2 separate regions of the Pan troglodytes genome follow, and region 1 is linked to region 2. The links are chromatin contacts, called in public HiChIP or PLAC-seq maps. All regions are on one chromosome and are shown on one strand. Each heading gives the region's core, a stretch centred on a gene start, on an enhancer-like site or on the middle of the called end of the contact. The rest is flanking DNA. Distances are from core to core; before and after follow the strand shown.

Region 1 (2,982 bases), core at 228-2,727, 830 kb before region 2:
CAGAGCAGGAACACCTTTTATAGTCTGGGAGTGGGGAGAAAGGGGTAGTTGAATATTTTAAGGATAGCTTAAGATGGGAGTGACAGCTTAGCTGAGAGACCTGAAAGAAGTAGGAGTTGGTCAGATGCCAGAAGGGAATAACAATATTCTAGGCAGAAGAAATAGCATGGATGAAGATCCACATGCAAAAGAAAACATGACCAGTTAGGAGAACTGGAAGTTCAGGGAGCTCTAGTGTAGACTGCATGGATGGAGTCAGAGCAGAGAGTAGGTAACAGACAGGTTGGGAAGGCATGGTACTGAGTCAAGTTATCTCTTCCAAGAGCTATATAACTGGAATACTGGGCAATGGAGATGATTGGCTGTGGCTCTATAGATCTGGCAATGTCCTGTAGGGTTGAAGCCTGAAACGAAGTCCTAGCAAACCAGCTCCACGTGCTAGGGATTCCTCCTTTTAAGTTCAAGTCTCCCTTGGCCCTCACACACTTGATTTCCCACCCCTGAATGCCTATAAGATTTACTGTCATATTCTTACAGTGAATGGATTCCCTTTAACATAAGCTAGTACAAGGGGGTTTGTACTTCTTGCTATCAAGTAGTGGAGGCAAAACTCTGATTATTAAGGGGCCACTGGATGTTAGTTATAGCTAGAAGGCAGGGTCCTGTTTGGAGTGTTGATCTGTTTATTTGGGGAAAGGTGCTGACACAAGGCTGAAGCATTGTTTAAAAATCTGCTGTTTAAAAAACTTAGAGGGAGCTTATACTGCTAGAAGATTCACAAGCGCAGAAGCACTCTGTCTTGCTGCTTTCAAGAAAATAAATGGTTAAGAAGGTCGCTCTAACAACCAATCGACAATCTAATTGCAAGCAATGTGTCTAAGAGGAAATAACCTGAGTGATGGCTGACCTTGCACACAGAAGAACTCTCTGAGGGTGCCTTTCAATTGTGATTTTATCCCCAGGAGACATTTAACAATATTGGGAGATATTTTTGGTTGTCACAACTGAAAGGTGGGGTGCTTCTGGTATCTAGTGTGTAGAGGCTAGGAATACTGCCGAATATCCAACAATGCACAGGACAAGCAAGAATGAGTCAGCCTGAAATCTTGATAGCGCCAAGATTGAGAAACCCTGCTTTATGACAACAATAAACAGAAGCTTACTGTCAGGAACTGAAAAAAAAAAAGCTGTCTCTCTGAAATGGTGAAAATGACTTTGGAACTCCCTTGATCTACCTCTACAGTTGCCATGCAAAATAAAATAAACCAATGGTTTTCTAGTCTTAAAACAAGAGCGTGAAATGTCCCTTTATCAGGACTGAGGAATATCTGAGGACTAGAGTTAAACATCCAGGTGACAAATTGTTAAACAATGGTCTGCACAGAGGAGTGTGTTTATCCTAGGGTGGAAAGAAGATAACACACCAAGCTCTGAGAACAGAGCTTCTATTTACATTTTTTTTTTTTTTTTGAGACGAGTCTCGCTCTGTTCCCCAAGCTGGAGTGCAGTGGTGTGATCTCGGCTCACTGCAACCTCCGCCTCCCGGATACAAGCGATCCTCCTGCCTCAGCCCTGCTAGTAGCTGGGATTACAGGCACGTGCCACCATGCCCGGCTAATTTTTGTATTTTTAGGAGAGACGCGGTTTACACCATGTTGGCCAAGCTGGTCTCAAACTCCGGACCTCAGGTGATCCACCCGCCTTGGCCTCCCAAAGTGCTGGCATTACAGGCGTGAGCCACCGCGTCCGGCCCCTATTTACATTCTTAACCTTAAAAAAAAATTAAAGTTGCCTTGCGCTTTCTTTTGGTCTGGGTGCCAGATAGTCAAGTGTTAAATATAGAGAGAGGCCTCCTGAGAGAAGAGCAGACACTTCTTTGAAGGGCTTATGGTGGGAGCTCACTTCCCTGACAGCATTCTCATGCTTCTGGGCTGGATCAGTCAAAACTATCAGCTTTTTGTTTACATCCAAGCAACACTACTCCAACTAGCGTAGTCATTGGAACAAATGTTCATAGTCCTGAGGGTACAGAAGGACGACACTGAAAAGATCCCAAGGGGAAATAAAATCTTTCTATTTGAGCAAAAAGGTAAAAGCACTATGTAGTCATCTTTTTTGGCACATCAAAAAAGTCATCGTGGCACATCAAAACAGACCTCACGAAAACAATTAATATTCCTATATTATTAGGATAACTTTGCATAATTAAAATTACATAAGTGTACAACAGCTGAAAACACAGCATTAAATACAACTTTTAAAGTCTAATTTTTACCATGTGATAACCGTATCAAATTTTGCGAATATTTTGTGAGACTTGGCAGTAGATGGCGCTCACCTTTACTAAAAGTCTGAGCAGCGCCTTAACACTAACAGGAACTTAAGAATCCAGCTCTGATGTCAGGCAATCCCGTGTCCAGGTCAGGTCACTTTTCTAAGTCTCAGTTTCCTCACTGGTAATGTGGCGGTGGGGGCCGCCCCAATGGCCTGGCAACTCAGACCGCTTTTGATTCTCTGACTACAGTGGTGGAGTTGAGACAGGTCTGCTGCTGCAACCGCCGTCTGAAATAGCAATCCGGAAAAGTCAGGTTGGGAAAGTGACAGAGTAGACGCCCTGCGGCTCTGATCCGGGCGGCGCCTCAGCTGCCCACACTATGTGGGCGGCAACGCACAAACTCCTTAACCACGTGGTGCCTCCATTCCCCTAGGGAGTCCCATCACAGGATAACTTCTAGCAAAATCAATCTTCAAGAAAAAAAGAAGGGGTCCTGCCGAAGACATAAGGAAGCTCCCTGGGGATCCCGCAGCACAGCACAAACTTAGTTCTTGAGAGCCGCACAAAACCAACTTCCGCCCCAGCGGAGTTGCGTCCGGAAGGCGCGGCCCCGGAGGTCACGTGGGCCCGCGGAATTACGGCCTGGCGGGGCGCTCAGGTGGAAGCAGTAGGCCACATCATGTCGACTGTTCCATGCAAGTTAGGGT
Region 2 (3,110 bases), core at 402-2,901:
ATCGTCCTCCTCCTCGGGGATCATGGAGTCGGCGGCCGTCTCCCCCGGGGGCTTGGCAGGGCTCGCTTGGAGCTCCGGCCTTTGCAGGGGCCACGTACAGGATCGCGGACGGCTCTGGGGCTCGAACTCCGGGTCCAGCTCCACTTCGAGCGGAGAGAGCGGGGCCGGGGAAGCCGGTGCCTCTGCCATCTTCGCCGCCCGCCCGCCCGCGGCTGGGGCTCTCGCGCTCTCCTCTCGCGCCGGGGCGGGGTGCAGCGGGGGAGGGACGTGGACGCCGCGAAGGCTCCGGCTCCCGGGCGCCGCCGCCGCCGCCTGGGGAAGCACGAGAGAAGAGAGAAGGAGAGTTGGTTATCCCGGGCCGGAGCCCCGTCCTCGGCGAGTCCTCGCCCGCTGCCGCCACCTCCCAGTCCTGCCGCGCCCGCCTCCCAGGAACAGGAGGACCTGAAGACGTGCGGCCAGCGAACCTGGCGCAGCAGACACCGCCCCCCGGCCAGGCCGCGAGGGAGCCGCGAGCGAATCGACGGCCTCGCGCGGGGCAGCCCCCTCCCCCCGCCGCCCAGCCGCAGGTCCCTCCCGGGCTAGGCGGCGGGGCGGGGAGAAGGGGGAGGGGCGCCCGGGGGAGGGGCGGCCGCGCCTTTAAAGCGGGCAGCGGCCGGAGCTGGCGCAGCCGAGCCGCGGTCAGAGCCCGAGCTCGGGTGTGCGTGCGTTTGTTTATGTTTCGCTCGGGCCCGCTCTAGTGCCTCCCGCGGCGCCGCCGCTCAAGTCTGTGCTGTCTTCGGCTCTTCTCCCCTTATCCCGGCCCGGCCGCCTCCGCGACCCCCCACGACCCCCCGTCACCCCCCACCCGGTCGAATGGCCCGAGCCCGGGGACTGCGCGGGCAGCTCCCTCTCCCCTCTTCGCCCGCGGGCCAGAGGGCGAACGGGGGTCTGGGCGCAGATGGGCCCTTGTCACTTCCAAAAAATAAAGGAAAGACAGAAAGAAGGGGGAGCAGCAGCCCAGCGGGTGTTCGCAGAGGTTCGAGCCCGGCGGGGACGGCCACTTCGGGGTTTTGTGTGGTTTGCATTCTCGCGGACGTCGTCCCCTCCGCCCCCTTCCCAGTCGGGATCCGGGGGAGGGAGCGAGTCGGAACATAAATCTTCCAACAGGTCGGGAAGCGCCAAGTCTCCCGGGCTGCTAGAAAACCCGGACCAGCACGTTCATCACCTCCTTGCTCCCGCTGCTGCCATCTTGACAGTTTCCCCCTTCCCCTGAGTCCTTTAAAAACACTAGCGGGCGAGAAGGGGGGCGCGCACACCGCGGCTCAGGGAGGGGAAAGGGAAGCGCCCGGCCCAGCTCGGAAGCAGATCCGGAGTCACCGGGAAGGCGGCCGCCCGCTGCACGGCTCCGGCGCCTACCTCGCTTCCTTCCCTTCAGGGACGCGGCGGGACGACGCACGATCCCGCGCGGGCCCGGGGCACGGCGAGGAGGGGGCGCGCAACCTCGGCGAAGGAGAAGCGCTCGGGCCGTCGCCGCAGCCCGCCCGAGGAACCGCCTGTCAGCTCGCGCGCCGCCGCCTTCCACATTCCTCCTCCTCCCTTCCACGAGCAGGGCGGCCGCGGCAGCAGCACAAAGTTATAGACACACGCAGGGCGCCTCAACCTAGGCTGACGGCGGGCGGGTCCCCGCCCAGGGGGAGGGCTGGGCGGCGGGCCGGGCGCGCGGCGGGCGTGCGTGTGTGAGTGCGCGTGTGTGAGCTCGCGCGCGCCTGCGCGGCCCGGCTCCGCGGGGCTGCGGGCGTGGGTGTCCGGGCGCGCGCCGTGGGCCGGGACTCGGCGGGCTCCCGCTGCTGTCCCCGCTGGGCTCCTCCTCCCTCCCGAGAGCCTCAACGACAACAAAGCGCGGCGCTGGCCCGGGAGAGGGGGGAGAAGGGAGGAGAGGAGGAAGAAGGGGGGAGAGGAGGGAGAGGAGGGAGAGGAGGGAGAAGGGGGAGCGGCAGGAGCGCACAGCCTCCTACGCTCCAAGGAGCGCAGCGGCGTGGCCTCCCTGACTCCGGGCAGGGCGCCTGGTACCAGGGGGTCCCTGGCCTGCGCGTCCGCCCGCCGGGCTCTGGGCCAGCCCCGGTGTCCGGTTCCCTGTTAGAACGCGACACCAGGTAACACCCGAGATAAGATGCTGGCCGCAAGATGGGCAGGGTTATCGCGGTGTGGAAATACTGAACGGCGAAGATGTTGGTGCCTGCAGAACTTCGATAAGCTGATGCTCACAGATTTCGATCAGGCACCAAAAGGTTTGCACTGAGTCTCTCACCTCGGACGGTGGACCACAGTCGTGTTTCACTTTTCATGGGTTTCATGGCAAACGGGGGAGAGGTGTAACTAACTCCGGAAGAAATGCAAATTTACCCCCGTCCTACATTCAAGAGCAGATTCCGAACAACTGAGAAGGGGAAATAATTTTAATCTAATTTGTAAATGACGACAAAACCGCTACGTGGGCATTTTTGACTTTTAAAAAAAGACGTATCCTTTAGGTTAAACGAAAAACATCTGCACAAGTCCTTATTCTACGATCCGTGCCCCAAATCGTTTATTTGTACTCTACGAATGCACCACACGCGACATGCACACCAAAAGTCTACACACTAGTTCATAAATATATTTTTTTAAAAATCCTTGTAAGTCACCGGAGATAGCTCAGAGTGTAGAAGCGGGCTTCTCAACGACCCCATACACAAAAAGGTCCAGCCCAGCGTACGCAAGAGCCAGCCCGCCCAGCCGCCTCCGGGCTCCGGGCTTTGCGCAGCGCCCGTCACTCAAGTGACGCGCGGCCCCGCCCCTGCACCAAGCTAGTTCGACGCGTACAAACAGATGATGTCATCGTATCCACACGCGCGTGACCCCGGAGCTCTCCGCCGCGTCGCCATTCGCTGCGCCGCTTACTCGTCAAGGCACGCCGCGCGCTGACTGGCCGCGGCCACCAGTCTCCAGGCCCCAGACGCCCCTCTCCGCCCCCCCGCCCCCGCCCCCCAGCAAATAATAAACAATCGAGTAAAATTCTAAGGAAGGAGAGAGAGGAGAGGGAAAAAGGGAGAGGGCGCACTAGAAACCAATCCTTCGCGCGCTGGCGGTGG

Evidence for each region. HiChIP or PLAC-seq counts read pairs in DNA pulled down with a chosen protein or histone mark.
Region 1: an H3K4me3 HiChIP or PLAC-seq map of stem cell-derived excitatory neurons shows a contact between it and region 2, with 6 times the contacts expected there. The contact joins the promoter of CD164 here to the promoter of FOXO3 in region 2. A contact is called at or near these places in 1 of 7 Hi-C or Micro-C datasets (stem cell-derived neural progenitor cells) and 1 of 1 datasets of contacts at active chromatin or transcription factors (stem cell-derived excitatory neurons).

The regions. Positions count from the first base shown.
Region 1 is chr5:121,299,830-121,302,811 of NHGRI_mPanTro3-v2.0_pri, reverse strand. CD164 (CD164 molecule) reads left to right here and starts at 1,477. Exons shown (of 5, transcript XM_009451804.3): 1 at 1,477-2,982.
Region 2 is chr5:120,474,775-120,477,884 of NHGRI_mPanTro3-v2.0_pri, reverse strand. FOXO3 (forkhead box O3) reads right to left here and starts at 1,651. Exons shown (of 4, transcript XM_016956082.4): 1 at 1,396-1,651; 2 at 1-312. The coding sequence starts at 189.